2 separate regions of the Sus scrofa genome follow, and region 1 is linked to region 2. A link is a contact called in public Hi-C data. All regions are on one chromosome and are shown on one strand. Each heading gives the region's core, a stretch centred on a gene start, on an enhancer-like site or on the middle of the called end of the contact. The rest is flanking DNA. Distances are from core to core; before and after follow the strand shown.

Region 1 (4,197 bases), core at 795-3,294, 52 kb after region 2:
CTGGAAAGGACAGAGCCTCTGTGCACAAGGCCCTTGGCCATATCAATACCAGTTACATTTTCTTTTTCCTTGAGCTACTCCTTGAGGGAAGGCTGCCTCCCCTTTGAGACAGGCTGCTTCCTGAAGGCAGGGAACCACGTCTGTTTTCTCACCCCCGCATATCCCCAGCGCCGAGCTTACTGCTTGCACCCAGCAGGTTCTCCTTGAATATTTGGTGAACAGACAGATGGCTTTGTTCTCACTGATTCCTTTATACTTCTGAAGCTCCAGACCCCTACGTCTGCTTGGCTGCTTGGCTCCATCCACCCTCCTGTTAAACCAAGTTCCATGCCATTCACATGTGCTTCACAAGTCCATTAAAGCAGAACGAGGAGTTCCCATGGTGGCTCAGCAGGCTAAGAGCCCGACTAGTATCCATGAATATGCAGGTTCAATCCCTGGCCTTGCACAATGGGTTAAGCATCCGGCGTTGCTGAGAGCTGCACTGTAGGTCACAGACTGGGCTCGGATCTTGCATTGCTGTGACACCTGACTGGTACCTTAGATTGCTGTGGCATAGGCCGGCAGCTGCAGCTCTGATTCGACCCCTAGCCTAGGAATTTCCATATGCCACAGGTACAGCCCTAAAAAGAAAAGAAGGGGAAAAAAGAACCAGAAATACTGTTACTTGGCAATACTTTCCAACTCAGGAGCATTTATTGCATGCCTAGTAAGTGCTCAATGGCAGGTATAGTGAAGAAAATTAAAGATGAGGACAACCCCCCCAAAAAAACCCCCATCCTCAGGGATCTGATTTGAGCTTGCGGATCCACTAGAAGGCAAGTTGAACAACCTATTTGTAAACATGAGATGGAACCGCGTGAAATTATTGACATTTGTCTATTCATGAAACTTGATGGTTGTCTTTCGATAGTTTCTTCTACAAAAATAGAAACCTCATGTGGTTCAGCCTCATATATTGCAAAGGTTTTTCTTTAGTTCAGATGCGACTCTCCACAGCGGCTACATCAGACATGTTCTACCGCATGTTGTCGGGGCTTGGGCTCCAGAGTAATGTCTACGTCCTGAGTCACAGGCTGAGATTTCTTTTCCCTAAGGAAAGAAAGGTGACATTTTTGCCCTTCTTAAGTTGAACCACAGATAGATGTTTTTTTTAAAAAGATTTTTTCATTGCATAGCTGGAGAAACAAACTAGGAATAAGAACATGTTTATTGTTACAAAGTGACGGAAATAGGCATGAATGTCCACATGACTGGGGAAAGTGGATCCAGCCTTGTTGGAACTGAGACTCCTTGGTCCCCAAGCCCAGATCTGCTGTAGGTTCTGCCCCCCCCGGGTGGTCACTTTGGTCCCCTTTCCTTTTTTACCCCCTAAACCAGTTCTCTCTCTCTGCTTGCCTGAAAGGTCAGCATAGAGTGTTTTAGTTATGACTTTGAGGAATTTGTTGGGCACTTACTGTGTGCGAGATGCCCCGGTAGCTGCTGTGATGGGTGCACACATGACCGCGCCACAGCTCCTGTCCCTGTGAGCAGCACTCCCACTGGATGGCAGATGCCCGCACAGAGATCTAAGGTACCAGTCGGGTGCACAGACTCTCTAGAAGGTCTGCTCCCCTGGGACCCAGTGGTTGCATTGCAGTGTTCTTCCCCTTCAAGCGGTCACCTTGGTCTCTCTGCCTCCTCGTATTTTGCCCTGAGGCTCTGATGCTGATGATGTTATTGATTACCTTTGGCTGAATGCTTTGTGAGAGCCAGGCTCTATGCCAAGCACTTCACGAGGCTTGCTTTACTTAATCCTTTAAAGGTGGCTTCTTTGTCCTCTTTTGATGAGGAAACAAGCCTAGAAAGGTTGAGTAACTTCTCAGAGGTCTTAGAGCTAGAAATGACAAGAGCCAGAGATGGAATGGTATCCCTGCTCCCAGCTCCAAAGACGGAGCTCTTAACCTTGGCATTAGAGAGAGCCTGCTGTCTCTTGTGGCCACACAGGAGCAGAGGTGAGGGAGGGAGGAATGTGCTTCCAAAGAGGGCAAAGTCCTCCTCTAAGGGGCCAGCTCGATTCCCCACGTGACCCAGTTTTCCAGTGGTACAGTCAGGACTGAGTTGGTCCTGGCGGGGGTGGGAGGGGGGATGACAGCTGCACGTGCTTCTGTTCTCTGGTGCTGAGAGTTTCCTGTTTATCAGAAAGAGTTGTGATGTGGCTCTGGCAGCCTTCGGGTTTTCTCGGGAGGCCCTGGGTACTGTCCCAAGGTGGGTGCACTGCTGGGGCCCAGCCCTCTGAGTGAGCCTGCTTGTCTTTGCCCTCGACTTCCCCATCTGTGAAAAGGGAACGATGCCTTCTGCCTTCTCATGCATAATTCAGGGCGTCCTGGAATCATGGGTTCTGCTGTTCAGCTCTCACAGGTAACAGCTGTGGAGACGCTTTTTCAGATGGTGCGTCCTCTTCAGCAGTGAGGGAGCCTGTGGCTGGCGTCTCTCCAGTGACAACTGGGGCCCATGGGCTGTGTCCACATCTGGCTGCAGGGCCCAGGTGTTTGGATGACCATCAGTTTTACTTACAGATGTCAAGAACAGAGAACCCCATCGTTTAAGGCTAGTATTTCTGTCCTCACTGAAACCACGCCCTAGACAGCATCTTTTCTAGGTCTTCCCTGTATTGACGACTGTCAACCAGAGAGAATATTATGGGCTTTGTCTCAGAACAAGCAAACCGATGTGAGAGAGCCAGCCACATTGTCGTGGACCCCCCCACCTGTGTCCCCTAAGGCAGCTGACGGGGACTTGAGCTTTCTCAGATTCCCAGGAATCACTGTTCCAGGCTCTCCCCTACACCCTCCCCAGGGCGTCCCTGAGCCTCTTTCTCACGTTTGCCAAGCTTTGCTGAGGGCCCTGTGTATAAACAAGTCACTAGGAAATGGATCTCGGGACCCACAAGCTCAGTGGGAGCCTTTCAGAAGATTCAGCTGCCACACATAGGACATGCCTGCAGGGCTGCAGGTGCAGCCCCAGCCCTGCCTTTCTTGGCAGCCAGACCGCACCCCGGGAACCACACCTGCCTCTGGGCCTGGTTAAGACTCACATGGATAGCTAGAGAGCAGAGAGGTGTGAGCGGATGGCGCGGGGTGGAAACATCCTCTGAGGAGTGGTTCAAGGTTAACCAGGAGGAAGACATGGGTTACCTGACCTCAGACATCACTATAGAGGACGGAGGAGAGGCTTCTGGCTGTTCCAGGGGCCAAGCTGGGGGTGGGGGGCCACAGGGACACAGGTTTGAGTTCCAGGCAAGGGAGAATTTTCTAACAGAGATCTCTGCTCAGTGGCAGGGCCGGCTGCCAGATGTGGCAGTGAGTGGCCCCAAGCCAATGTAGTGGGGACTCCAGACGAGAGGTCCCTGCACTGGATGGAGCCTGGACGAGCCAAACTCTGAGGTTCCTTCCAAATTGCAGGTGCATGTTTCTGCTGAGTTGGCTTTTCTACCTGGTGACTCCCTGGTACCTTTGTTCTGTCATGGCCCCTTCTAGCCTGTCTTCTGTGGTCTCGCTGTACCCTCTAAGCTGCATTTGTCGTGGGCCTCCTTGGCCGTGACCTTGTTTTGTGCCCCAAGCACAGCTTGCTTAGAACTGGTGCCCAGAAAAGCTTTCCTGGCTCCCTGTGGCTTCCCCACGGAGCCACCTTACCAGGCGGGTAAGAATCCAAGTGGGGCGGGGCAGCTAGGTGTTCAAGGGGACGATCTGGAGGCAGGCGGGGGAGGATGGAAACCTGTCCTTGGTCCTTTGAATGACCGTCCTCCTCTGTCAGACCTCATAGCCCCTGCGGGTGACTGACTCCCTCCCACCCCAGAAACCGAATGGCCCCCCAGGCTGGAGGCCCTTGTTCCCAGAGAAGTGACATCCTTACTCCCTAGTCCTCATTTCTCCCCCTGCCCCCACCTTCCGCCGCCACCAGATGTTGAACGTAAAGGGAACAGCAAGTCTGTCTTCATTCTTGGGAGGAGCCGCTTTTAATTATTTTCTCAAAGACTTCCCGCCTGGTTTTCCATCTCCATTCCGCTTCCCCTTTTCATGGACTGCTGCCCTGAATTTGCCACTTCAGAGTCCCAAGTCCCCCAGGCTGACATCCACACCCCCCCACCCCACCCCTGGCTGCCCCCTCACACCCCCTCACCGCCCTGGCCCCTCTCCCCCTCCTCCACCCCCCAGC
Region 2 (4,794 bases), core at 645-3,144:
GTATTGATCAATGCAGTATTTACTCACTTTCTGCAACTTAACATTCTGTCCATCTAATTGATCCATCACATCCTCACTGGACAAATCTTTTAAAATCACCACTTGGCACTGACACCTCCTCAGTTCAAACTCTTTCACTGGCTGCCCATTATTTATAATCATTGCCTCTCAAAAAAAGAGTAGCCCCCAGGCCACCCTGCTGAGGCAGAAAGACCCAAGATAAACTAGGGGGAGCCTCTGCAGCACCACACTTACTGGAAAATGGGGACAAACATGACTCTTACATCAGGATAAACATGGGAGATATTTAGAGTATGATGATATCTGCATGCAGTTTAAGGATGAAATACTGGCCTTCAAGTGGAATTTGGAGCTTGGCCTCTGTGCACTCTATGCCACAGGAATAAGTTTACTTTCTCTGGCATCAGGGCACCATCTTGGGAAAGTTTGGGGTGGGAGAGCACAATTAAACCCCAAATTCCCTAATCTGGGCAGTTAGAACTTTCCCCTGCCTGTCCCCTGGGAGCCGTCTATCCAACTGGTGCCTGACCTGTAAAGGTCAGATTCCTTTGTTCCTTCTTCTGTTTTCAGTCAAGGCATTTTGAACTTTTGGAAAATGTACTTCTTCTGGCAATTAACCCCTATGTGTCTCAGTTTTCTCATCTGGATAACAGCAGGGTTGTGGGGAGGATTGCAGGAGTTAACACGGTATTTACATTTCAGTGCCTGGCTAGCACAGTGCTCTCTGCACGTGTTAGGCATCCCATTATTTCCTTCTATACGCAGGCGGCCTCTTCTCCTTTTGCCTATAAATCATTCCAGTCTCAATCCATTCGTCATGGCCCAACCTAAGCCCACCTAGTACTTTGCAGGTGTTGTTGGGGGTGGGGGGTGGAGATAGATAAGCTCCCCACTCCCACCCCTCACTTTACAGCTCAGCTGTAAGGATAAGGTAAAAGCCAAAGCATCTGGTTTTTTAATTTAACAGCAGTTTGGCTTCAAGGAAACCTCCGGTGAATCGAGATAAGGGAAACACAAACTAGCGACATATTGGCCCGTCTCCAATCCGAGAACGGGGCAAAACTTTAATGAGGGGAAAGTGTGTTGTATGAGTGCCTCCACGCCCCATGCGCCTTCTCTTCCCCACCGAAGGCGTCGCCTCGCCGTGACAAGCCCGGCTCTGGGAGGGCGACACCGCCTTAGGACGATTTCCCCAGACCCGCTCTCCCTGCTGAAGTTCACCAACTCCAAGCAACCTCCGCCAGCCTGCGGAGCCGGCTCCGCCCCCTTCCCGTAGCCTCCAGTTGCTACCAAAGCTCCGCCGAAACCCACCTCGCGATTTCGGCCCCCGCCCCCGCCCCCAGGTGCGCTGGAAGCAGCTCCCACCTGGACGCCCTCGGCCTCCAATCTCGGGCCGGTCCCCGCGCGGGGCGGAGCTCGCGCAGCCCCGCCTCGCCGTAAACTGACCGAGTGGCAGTCGGGCGGGGGCCGGGAAGGGGAGAGAAGGGGAGGAGAAAGGAGAGGAGGAAAGTGGACCCCAGCGGGCCTGAGGGAGGAAGGGAAGGGGCGGAGGCGACGGGCAGAGTGTGCCGGCGCGCAGGGGAGCTTCAGCGCGGGGCGCGTCCCGGAGCCAGAGTCGCCGCCGTAGCGCAGAGCCTGCCGATCCGCCTGCCCAGAGCCGCCCTCCGGGGCCGTCCCGAGCGGCGACACCCCGGGCGTCCCGGCCGGCGAGCCGGCGCAGCGGCGGCTCTGGGACTGGGCGGCGAGAGCGCTGCGGGAGGGATGGTGGCGGCAGGGCGCGGGCCAGCTCAGCTGCCCCCGCCTCCCACTCGGCCGCGGCCCCCGGCCCTCCGCCCCCGCGCCCCGGCCCCCGCCGCACGCCGCCGCTGAGCCGGGAGCCCCACCATGCCGCGTTCCCCCGCGCCCCTGTACGCCTGCCTCTTCGGGCTCTGCGCGCTCGTGCCCCGGCTCCCAGGTAAGCCGCGCCGCCCGCCGTGCCGAAGGAAACTTTGTGGCGCAGCCAGCCGCCCGCGGGCGTCTCGGAGGTTCCGAGGCCGGGGCTGTTGTCTGAAAGTAGAGGCGTCCCCAGGGCACTCCTTGGTGGCTAGCCGCCGGGGACGGCCGGGTGGACGGCTCCCGAACTGCGTGAGCCACCGCGCGCGGGGTCCGCCGCAGCCCCTGAGGGCAGTCGTTCGGCCTCCAGCCCCCTCCCGGGCAAGGAGGAGCCTTCCTGTGTAAACAGCCCTGCCCGTCTGCTGACCCAGCCTGCGTGCGCCCGCGCCCAGTGCGCGGGGAGGGCCGCCGCCTGCCGCCCCGCGTCGGGATCCGGGCTCTGCACTCCCTGGCACAAAGCGGCCCTTGTGGCCGGCTCGGGGCGGCCCGGGTGCAGGGAGGCGCCAAGTGATGCCCCGGTGCCCTGGTCCCTGGAGAATCGAAGGGCACCTGGAGGCGCGTGACTTGGAGTCTTCTCTGAAGCCAAAGCGTGGGGCCACGGCTTCTCCTGAGGGTTCGTCTCCTGGAGGTGCCGGTGCCCCTTAGCGGATTCTAGAGTTTCACCGCTCCTAGGCCGGCCGCCTTCCTGTGAAGATATACCCCCCCTTCCCCCAAGCCGTTGCACACCCGAGGGGGAGACCTGGGCCCCAAACCACATCCCCACCTGGAACATCCAGATCTGACAACTTCTGCCTGGCTGTACCCTGCGGTTTATGAACACTCCGGGCAGCACATTCCCTGATTTTGAAGGATTCTGGAGCAGAGGGCAGCGGGTGTGCAGTTGCCCTCGCAGGGCACTGCCCTGGGCTGGCGGCTGGGTGAGGAGCCCTCAGTTAACCTGCTTTAAGTTTTCGAAGTTGGGAGAGGGCTGGATGTGGCGGGTTGTTGGGAGGCCCCAGAGGGAGGATGCTCTGCTGGGCGCTGGGGCTGCCAGGCAGATGAGCTACCTGCACTCCGTCCCCTCCAAAAGCAGGAAGCTCCAAATTTTCTCGTTTCCTGTAGGAGATAATGGTGTTGAGATGCTTTGTTTACTTGCGAATTCGAGATACTATACGTTGGTCTTGTGAACCAGGTGTCTGACGCTCGAGGGAAGGGGAGGGCTCTTCCCTATGGTGTCTCATTTATGTAAAGGCAGTGGAGGTTTCTCTTTGGGAGGCAGGAAGGGTCTGGGCAAACTAAAACTTTCTTCTGACCCCCAACTCAAACTTATTACTGTAGCAGGTTTCTTTTATCACGCCAGAGCTTGAAGTAGATCAGTGGTTTGCAAACACCATCTGGCAGCCAGTGCCAGATCACTGATGTTTTTGTGGGTTCCCAGGGAAATGCAAAGAGGAGGATGTAGCCTGAGTCACATACAGGAGTAGTATATCGTTGCCAACAGTCCCCTGCTTCACATGGACTGGCCTTTAATTTCAAATTATTTCTTTTTATATTTTTGGTGAGAAAACCTCTTTTAGTAATATGTACTGTTAATGAAGGGTAGTTTTCCATTTGGGCAAGAATTAAAAAACCTGGCAGTCCTATAAACATTTTACCTCCTCTTCTTCGTTGCTGTTGTTTTTAAATCTTAATGACCTGTGAAATCCAGAAGTTTGGCAATTGCTGAAGGAGATGCCTTCTTTATTCCCTTACAGCTTGACGTTCTGTGATTCTAATAAAAACTTAAACACTTCCAGTTGCAAGGAATTCTTTCAATACATTATTTTCCATTTGCATTGTGATTTCTGTTTTTCAAAGTTCAAATACATCTTCTTCATGATCTTCATTTTTCCAGCAGGCCCAAGAGGGCGAAGTGATTTGCCCACTGCCCTTGTCCATCAGCCTCATAGCTTTTTGGTCCAGAGCCCTTTGTCCCACATGGTGCAGCTTAGGAAGAGAAAAAAGCATTGAGCCACGGCCATTTAATCCCACCTCTTTCAGTGCTCCTTTCTTCTGCCGCCGTTGCTTAGAGCTCAGCCAGTCCTCGAGCCGTGGAGCAGCAGAGCCGTGGTAGAGCAAGGCTGTCCTTGGCCTTCAGACCTGGCCACCTCCCTCTTAGTGCCCTGGAGCTTCTCAAGGTTAGGAGGGGTTGACACATATCTGTGTGATTTCTCTCCTAGGTTCCCAGTGTTGCTGAGCCAGCTGCATAGTTTGAAACAAGAGTTTTTCTTTTCCTTCCCTTATCTTTTTTTTCTTGAAGCACTGCAGGGTACTTTCTCCAGAGTTTGTTTCCGTCTTGCTACTAGAAACAGGATTCGAAAGAAAAACCTTCATTACCCAGTTTAAAAAAAAAAAAAACCCAACGGTGATCTGCAGGGTCATGCCTGCCTGGGAGTCCCTAGATCAGTGGCCAAGTTGCCCTTCTACTGCTTGCACCACACTTTCATCTGTGTGTTTACTCCAGCAGGAAACAGTCTTTTAATTTAAGGGGGTTCATTTCAAACATAGCCCTGGCAGGCTGCCCCCCCACCCCATCTGCTCTTATTTTCGCCTTGTGGAGGGCCTCCAGACAGGTCTTCCCACACAGTCAGAAAAGAGTTTCTCTGGGGTGAGGCTCTTGCTCTCTACTAAGAAGTGGGGAGGAGTGTGGCACTGATCGGGCTCCAGAGCTGGAGTCATGTTTGTTATCATAGTTTATTAAAAAGAAAAAAAAATCAAATGTTCTTTTAGTGAATGCCCTGCACACTGGAAGGCTCTAAATCCTAGGAGAGCCCTTTATCCTATTTACTTCACGCCTGTTGGCAGCACTCCCCCGGCACCACGATTCCCCTGGTCTGTGGTGAGACCGACAGAATTTGGCCTGGGGTTTGCCGGCTCACCTAA

What was found. Hi-C and Micro-C count contacts between places; a contact is called where the count stands out from the background.
Region 1: a contact with region 2 is called in a Hi-C map of liver, with 5 times the contacts expected there. The contact joins the enhancer-like site here to the promoter of ITGB5 in region 2. A contact is called at or near these places in 6 of 47 Hi-C or Micro-C datasets (embryonic fibroblasts, epiblast stem cells, fetal heart ventricle and 3 more) and 1 of 2 datasets of contacts at active chromatin or transcription factors (skeletal muscle).

Annotation. Positions count from the first base shown.
Region 1 is chr13:135,518,052-135,522,248 of Sscrofa11.1, forward strand. All of the region lies in intron 5 of ITGB5 (integrin subunit beta 5), which reads left to right. Among named protein-coding and RNA genes, the nearest start is that of ITGB5, 52 kb to the left of the region's middle. Within about 2 kb of position 2,045, at least 11 of the 83 cell types and tissues checked have an H3K27ac peak or open chromatin away from gene starts, as enhancers often do. A contact at or near this core is called in liver, where this site is marked.
Region 2 is chr13:135,466,217-135,471,010 of Sscrofa11.1, forward strand. ITGB5 (integrin subunit beta 5) reads left to right here and starts at 1,895. Exons shown (of 15, transcript NM_001246669.1): 1 at 1,895-1,975. The coding sequence starts at 1,906.